Regions from separate parts of the Arachis hypogaea genome. Here regions 1 and 2 are each linked to region 3. A link is a contact called in public Hi-C data. All regions are on one chromosome and are shown on one strand. The core of a region is the stretch at or near the end of the contact, and the rest is flanking DNA. Distances in the headings are between cores, read along the strand shown. Region 1 has its middle 22 kb from the start of LOC112766811. Region 2 holds the start of LOC112763863 (wall-associated receptor kinase 1-like). Region 3 has its middle 13 kb from the start of LOC112765342.

The links. A called contact is a pair of places that touch in the nucleus more often than the background predicts.
Region 1: a contact with region 3 is called in a Hi-C map of an unstated tissue, with 6 times the contacts expected there. The contact joins two enhancer-like sites. A contact is called at or near these places in 4 of 8 Hi-C or Micro-C datasets (leaf and an unstated tissue).
Region 2: a contact with region 3 is called in a Hi-C map of leaf, with 2.0 times the contacts expected there. The contact joins the promoter of LOC112763863 here to the enhancer-like site in region 3. A contact is called at or near these places in 2 of 8 Hi-C or Micro-C datasets (leaf and an unstated tissue).

What each region holds. Positions count from the first base shown.
Region 1 is chr17:125,148,607-125,151,306 of arahy.Tifrunner.gnm2.J5K5, forward strand. No RefSeq gene overlaps it. Among protein-coding and RNA genes, the nearest start is that of LOC112766811, 22 kb to the left of the region's middle. Within about 2 kb of position 1,280, at least 2 of the 3 cell types and tissues checked have open chromatin away from gene starts, as enhancers often do.
Region 2 is chr17:124,965,530-124,968,229 of arahy.Tifrunner.gnm2.J5K5, forward strand. It overlaps LOC112763863 (wall-associated receptor kinase 1-like), which reads right to left and starts at 1,436. Exons shown (of 5, transcript XM_072222030.1): 1 at 1,164-1,436; 2 at 739-1,070. The coding sequence starts at 1,436.
Region 3 is chr17:125,083,917-125,086,616 of arahy.Tifrunner.gnm2.J5K5, forward strand. No RefSeq gene overlaps it. Among protein-coding and RNA genes, the nearest start is that of LOC112765342, 13 kb to the right of the region's middle. Within about 2 kb of position 1,430, at least 3 of the 3 cell types and tissues checked have open chromatin away from gene starts, as enhancers often do.

The sequences.
Region 1 (2,700 bases), core at 30-2,529, 65 kb after region 3:
AAAACTCTTTTATGGATTAATTATCAATTCAGTGTCTGAAAGATTTAACTGTTGATAAAAAAATTCTTTAAAAGATATTATCGACAAAACAATCACTGAATGATTTGAAAATATAACAAAAAAACTAACAAATGTTATATTTTTTTGTAAGTAATAAAAATTTTATATTTAGCAAACGGTTTATCCATTAAATCTAAATTTTTGTGACAACATTTGATTAAATATTTAAAATGGGCACAAAAAATTCAGAACAAAATTTAATCTCTAAATTTTTCTTTTTATTTTTCAAAAAATGTAATCATTTACAATAATTTTTTTAAAATATTCACTTGGCAAGAAATTAACAAATTTTAAAGATGAAGAGATTTTATTTTTTTAATAATATTTACAAAAATTTGTATCAAATAAAATTTGATCTCTAAAATTATTTTTTAGAATATATATTTAATATCTAATTTTTTTATCGTATTTTAAAATTTTTTAACAGTTTATTTATCGTTAATATCTTTTAGGGTTCGTTTTGTCTATCATCTTAGTAGTTTACTTAACTCTTTTCTTAAAAGCAAACACTAGATAGCATTCTTGATCAATTAATTCTACCTACATTCTTGACATTACCCTGCAAAATGCGAATGATGAAGAGTGAAGAGAATATATATGGTGGAATCGGATTGCTTGGAAGAAGTCATCAATGTTTGCAAATCAATCAGAACAGCACACGTTATACGTTATTATATTGCTCAAATGGAGATAGATGTCTAGAAAACTTGCTCCATATTCTTAACCCTCCCCTGAATCTCCAACCCCAGATGACGAACAAAGATTGGTATCTATTCTGCCCAATTCCATCCTATCAAGTATTGGGTAGTTGTTGATAACAATTTGGAAGGTAGGGAGTTGTAGAGTCTCAAAAAGTAAGTCACTACCAAAGTGATTTATAGATTTAGTATATCACATTTGAATTCTTTTGAGACATTGTGAATATGATTATTTAGTCAAAGAAGTGAGCTACTCGTCATTCTGTAATTATTATATTGCTTTATTAGTGAGCAGGTAATAATAATCAATAGCTACATTATATTCTTAAATTAGAATAGTAATTTTTTTTATTATGTATCACATTATCTAAAATTAAAAGTCTAATAGTCTTTATAACTATAAGACCATTTTTATTTTTTGAACTAATTTTGGGATAAGTTACATCCATTAACAGTTGGGCCCAGAATTCGTTGCTTTTTCCATATTAACGCGGAAACTTGTAAACAACATAATTAGATCTATCAACTATTCAAATTAGGCTACACTTTAATCTTTCTTCTTTCACTGTCTTCCGTTTTATGCATAATTAGATGCATTGGCTCTCATAATCTCCAACGTGGACCCATTCACGATATAACACGGGAAATTAATTTAGTAATATCTATATTACGTTGTGACAATTAAGATAGATGGAAGTGATGGTTATTGTAGGCGGTACTGAAATCCACATTGTCGTTATGAATGTAATAATAAAGTAACTGACTACATGCCAAATATTATTGTCACCATCTCACACTCAAAAAGGCCACTATTCCTTGCTTTCAACTTTGGCATCACACGCTTTCTTAGTAAAGTTCTGGAGAAATAAATTACTTGGACGTCATCTTATTATTGATAAAAAGTTAATTGGTTTTTACTCTTTGTCACTTTGTCCTATGGAATGATCGGAATATCCTCTCAAATCCAGCTAAAAAAGTATTCATTAACTAGAAAAAATATTACAAAAAAAATGTATATAACACACATTATTAAAAATATTAAAACTAAAAAATATTTTTAAAGATATTTTTTAACTAAATCTTGGACTGAATTATGTATGACATGTTTTATATTTATCGTTCCACCTATCATATAGTATAATCATAGTGTCGAATGAAGAAGATGATGAATTGTCATAAAGGAGTGAACACTCGTAAATTTAAGAAACTTCCACGACATAGTAGTCCAATAAGAACATAAATAGTATACTCGAAATACATATACAGTATGTAAAAAGGAACATAGCCAATATTCTAACCAAATGCTCCCCACAAATTACAAAATACAGCCATTACCCCCTTGAATTGATAATAAGCTACGAGGAACTAACAAGAGGAGAGGAGAAAGTGGTGTTTGTGTTTTGAAAAAGTTGAAAAATGGAGGAGGATGCTCATTTTTCTAAGTTGAAGGGTTTTCTTGTCTTTTTGGGTGTGTGATAATAACCTTAGAAGCTAAGGTTTATACGCGTTGTGAACTTGGCTTTCATCTTGAATAGAAAGCAGTGATGGTATTTGGAAATTAAAATAATAATAGGCTAACTACTCTGTATCAGAATACATGCTAATAATAAGGACCATAGGAAAATTAGCACAATGAATCAAACATTTGCAGCTTCTGTGAGTATACTATATTACATGGAATGGAAAGAGATGTAAGCATCAACTATGAGAATTGAGAAAGCTCTTAATTAGATGCAGGGGTGTACTGAGTTGTTACCATTGATGGATTTGAAGATGGCCTTAACAATGGAATCCCAAATCATCTTCTTCACTGAACGCCTCTTTGCAGGGAATCTACTTCCATTCTTTGATTTGTGACACCAAATCTCTCTTTTCTCTTTTGCCTTTGCCATCTTTTTACCCTCCATGCTCCAACCTCTCTAATAGTTCTTTCTTCTCTGTT
Region 2 (2,700 bases), core at 186-2,685, 120 kb before region 3:
TCTTGAATTTGAATTTCATTCTTAATTTAAAAAAAATAAAAATATATAGATAAACAACTTTTAATTAAAAAATAAAAAAAATATTTTTTAAAAAAAATTGAATAATCATTAATTAATGACCATTTTAAAAATTAAAATTATCAATTGATGATAAGTTGGTTGGTTAGATGTTAGTTTTTTGGCGGAGTTCAAAATGAAATTAATTAACTAAAATGAATCTAATTAACTAATTTAAAACACTTATTTTATCATAATATCAAGATCTTAAATATATCATCTTACTAATAAAAATTGTCATGCTAGCATTCTATGTTAGTATTGTATGTTAATGACAATTGAATTAAGATAGAGAGAAATTCTTAATTTATAAATTGGTCGACCAATTTAATTATTTTTAAAAGTCAAGGATTATTTTAGTTAGTCATGAAATTTAAAGTCAATGATAATTTTGGTTAAGAGTTAAAATTCAATTCTGTTGCGTTACTAACAGTATTTTTGTTTATTTTTGTCAACTCTTGTTTATAACTATATTTAATAGAAATGTCTTTGTAGATATATTTAATAAAAATATTTTTTTTATAATTGTATCTAATAGAAATATTTTTATAAATGTATTTTTTAAATGTATCTCTTTATACATATATTTAAAATATAATAATTAATTATTATTCACAATAAATTGATAAATAATATATTAGTACCCTATATTTTTCTTTATTTTATTATATTTGCATATACCTTTGGTGGCGGAAGTTGACAAGGTCTGCGGAGGAGAAATTGTAGGCTCCATCCTCCGCCACAAACGCATAGCCGCAGGAGTTGATGGAGGAAAAAATGGCGTTGTAGCTGTCAGCACCACTACTATAAGATCCAATACCAATATCCGATAGGCCATTCGCCGGTATTGGGCTCTGGCAACAACCGGCGCCGGTGCAGATCCCGCTAGTTGTTTCATTAACACTGAGGCACACTGAAAAGCACCCAGTGGCATAGTTTCTTCTCTCTATAACATTATACTCTACTATTTCTCCAATTGTGTTGCAACCAACGGCTGTGAGCTTGTTTTTACTCTATGAGAAGCCGAAGTGTGTCAAGTTGAAGATCTTATCGTAACTGGTTTCGTTGATTCGCGTGCCGTTGACGTCGTAGCAGCCTCTAGCTACTGCTGCTGAAACGCGCATTTCGCCGTCGTCGAGCGAGATGCTCAGCACGGTTGCGTTGTTGTGAGGCAAGTATGGGGTTGAAGTGTGGTTGCAAGAGATGAGGAAGGAGGTGTCGAGGGAACAGCTCTCGTCGGTGCCAAATGGGAACGGAATTTCGACGGAGCCACAGCGTTTTGTGCAATTTGAGTTTGGTTGAGTTACTGCATCTGCTGCACCACAAAGAATCCAAACAAGAACAAGAACAATATGCAGCAGATGTAGCTGTGAACCCATGATGATGACGATGATGATCACTTTGATTTTTCCAGGTGTATCATGCAAGCATGTAATATATATGCAGAGAAAGATGGATACAAAGGGCGCTACGTTTCTTTAATTTGTGGCCATTGCCGGTCAAAATAGGAGGGTGGGAATTTTCATACAAGAATTCTATATATCCAATCATATCGCTGCAGATGATATGTTAACTACCATGTTGTGAATGTATTATATGTAGTATGTAGAAAATATCCAATATATTAAGTTACACTAAAACACTAAAATCAGCCTAATATAAAATATATGTTAGAATATAAATAAATATTAAAAATAAATTAAATTATACATATATTTATACATAAATACATTAGTAACTGATTTTAATAGTAACTGATTTTAATAGTTAATTTTAATGTATAAATAATATTTTTAAAAAAAATATTTATGGTTATTGACCTTCAAAGGGAATCATCAAAATTTATTTAAAAATTTATTTTAAAAATATATTTATACATAAAAATTTGTAGTAATTGATTTTGACTATTAATTTTAAAAATAATACTACATATATAATAAGTAAATATTATTATTTTTTATTAATACTTGACTAACAATAATTTATATTGTACACAAAAAGTATATAATTTGTATTTATATTTATCAAAATTTTGCACATATGAATAAATACAGTTTACATCTATATTTTTTAAAATATATATATTAGTAAAATTTATTTGTTGAAGATAATTTAGTGTTTGTATTGGCCAAATAATAATAATAAAAAAATACTAAAATTATTGGCTCCAAAAGTTTTTTTAATTTTAATGTATATATAATATTTTTTTAAAAAATAGGCAAATATCTAAGAGTAAAGGGTTTGTTTGGATAATTTTTTAAGAATTTTTTTAAGTTATTTTTTTAAAAGATCTTATAAAAGAGTAAAAATAATTTTATGTTTGAATATCTCATGCAAAAATATCTTTTTATTTATCAATTATATTTGGGTATAACTATACAAAAGTCCTTATTTATTTATTTATTACATGAAAAATAGCTTTTTTTTAAATCTTTAAAAAAATGTAAATTATAATTTTTTAAAAAGATATTTTTTTGTGTGTTTTTACGTTTATTATTAAAAATTTATCAAATACGTTAAAAAATAAAAAAAATCTTTTTTATTAAAAAAATATATTCTTTTATCAATTTAATAACATCTAAACAAACACTAATGTTATACATCTAAATCTTTTTATGAATCAAGTCTAATTAAATTAAAGAA
Region 3 (2,700 bases), core at 180-2,679:
GAAAAAGTTTGAAACTTTCTATGCACACAAAAAATACATGAATACGCAGAACACATACACAAATTAAAGTTGTTTCTACAAAAAGATGAAACAGTCCAAGGAGATAAGAGGATTATCAATGTCTTCAACGAGATCCAAGTCCATATCGTTGTTATTAGAATTATTGGACGACGACACCACTTGTTTGACCACATTTTCATCAATCTTGGATCCAACTCTAAGCGTTCGAGTCATTGCTCTATGCCTCAACCCAGAAGAACATTGAAGCCTCCCTAAGTTGTTGTTTGGACTCGCACCTGCTTTGTTATTATTCCTCGAAGAAGCACAACAACGAGAACAAGACTGAACTGAACTAACCTTAGGGCTACCATTCATTCGCTTCGAAACAGTACTAGTGTCCATGGAGGAAGAATTTGCAGAATATTTGTAGTAATCACCTCCATTAGTATTGATGAACCTTGTGCTTGGAGATGGTGATGAATCTTTTCTGAAACTCTTCTGCCTCGTTAGATTTGTTGGTGAGTTTGAGCGCAGTCTCTTGTGAGTAGAGGAGGAAGCAAGAACCTTGTTATGAGTTTTTTGGTTGTTAGAGAAGGAAGGAGAAGTAATAGCGTGATGATGGGTGAGGGAGTTGATGCGTGAGATTTGTGGGTTGTCCTTGTAGCAAGACAAAAGGAATTCGTTGGAGAATGATCTGTCCTTGGAGGTGAAGGAAGAAGCACTTGACAAGGAGGAGGAGGAGGAAGAAGAGGAGATGGTGGTGGTGGTGGTAGTGGTGGCGGCGGTGCATGTGAAGGAGGAAGTAGGAGAAGGTGGTGAAGGAGAGATTTTATATTTTGGAGGAAGAAGAATAATGGGTGGTGGTGAAGCTTGGGAGATGACAAGCTTGTCTTGAACAACATTCTTGGTGTGTTGGGGTTTGCATTTGCTAATGCAAGAACCCATAGTTAATTTGAGAAGAAGAATTGAACAAGGTAGAGGAGAAGAAGTTAGTTTAGTATATAGTATAGCATAGGCTAGTTTGAAAAAATCAATATCTTCATTTACTTTACTTTTTGCGTTTGAATTTGGTTGCCGGGGGGGACTGGATGGGTTCCGTTGCATAACGGTTATGCTCCTGGTGGTGCTTGTTATCATCGCTCTTTCACTTTTGCTTTTACTTTTGAGCTTTTGAGGGAGGGAGGGAGAGATTTTTTTTTTTTTTTTAATCTCCATATGAGTCTGGTCAAGTAGTTACTGTATTCATCATAAGCGGAATTCAAACAGCTGACAGTTGTTTAAACAGAGGAATGAGCTGACTAGTTGACTAACTTAAATTGATTAGGAAGGTACTCTTTGTTTGTGGTTTTGCTGTTTTGGACCAACTAACATCATTTATTCATGATTTCTTTTTCAGCCCACCAACGCAGCAAATCTCATCCAAGAAACATTGGATATATAAATTGTCCTCTCTTATGTCTTGTTCTTGGGCATACTTGATGACCCAATTAATTGTTTACGGATCCTGACCAAAAATAAATAAGGATAAAATATAGATTTTTGTAACTAACTGTTAATTGTGTTTCTATATCTTTTTAAAACTATTTATTGCCATAAACTCTACAGACTTGACCAGAAAAAAAAGCCTCTACAGACTTTACTCCCAACCATTTACTTCATTTCTATTGTTGGATTACTCGAATTGTTAAGATATTAGTTAGAGCTCACTATTGTTGATCAAATAAGGTGATTTACCATCTATTTTAGAAAATGTTCCAGAGCAATTAATTTATACGATTTGTGGATATCTGAAACTTTAATTTAATTTAATTTAATTTAATGTGTAATTGTTTTACGGATCGTATTCTTAACGTGTTATGTAGAGAGATTTCTTTTGATTTATGATGACACCGGTATGTAGTAAGTTGCTATTCGGTTAGACCTATTACAAGCTGCATGAGACTTCAAATGGAATATAAATAAAACTCTTTCTAGTGTAAGTGTGTATATATAGTATAAGACCCAAAAAAATCTAAACCCTCTGTATTTTTTACATTAAGTCTGATTGGTTATATAAATAATGAGAAGTTACCCTATCAATTTTCAAGTACCAAGAGTAAGTTCTTGATGTAAGAAAGGAAGAAGTAGAAACTGAGGAGAGAAAATAAGAGATGAAAACTTGAAGAATATTAATTGTAATTTGTGAAATCTAAATCTATCTTAGTTTCTCAGTGTTACTTATGCAGCTTATATACTATGAGTTAGTTAAAAGATCTTAATAGCTTGCATTGCATGTTATGGAAATAACTGAATATGTTAAATCAGTTTTATTCCCAGAACAGAATTGCTTGCTCTGTGTGCTAAGTAACAGCTTTATTTGTTATGTTCCATGGCATTCTGTGCTTGGCTTCATTAATTAGACCGTGTTTGTTACCTTGGCATTAAATTAAATTTAGTTCATTGTTTTGCTCCAAAACTATTATGAATACCATTGAAAGAAGATACAGTAATCAAAACTTTAACCTTATATGGATACAAAATATGTGGATACATAAATTTAAAATTCATATAAGATATGAAATACAGTATATAAAACATAAAATATTATTTAGATAAATTATAATGCTATTTTAGTATTTTATTGATATTAAAATATAAATTAATTTTTAAATTATTTTTAATATTTTTTTAATTATATAAAGTATTTAAAATATTTTATTT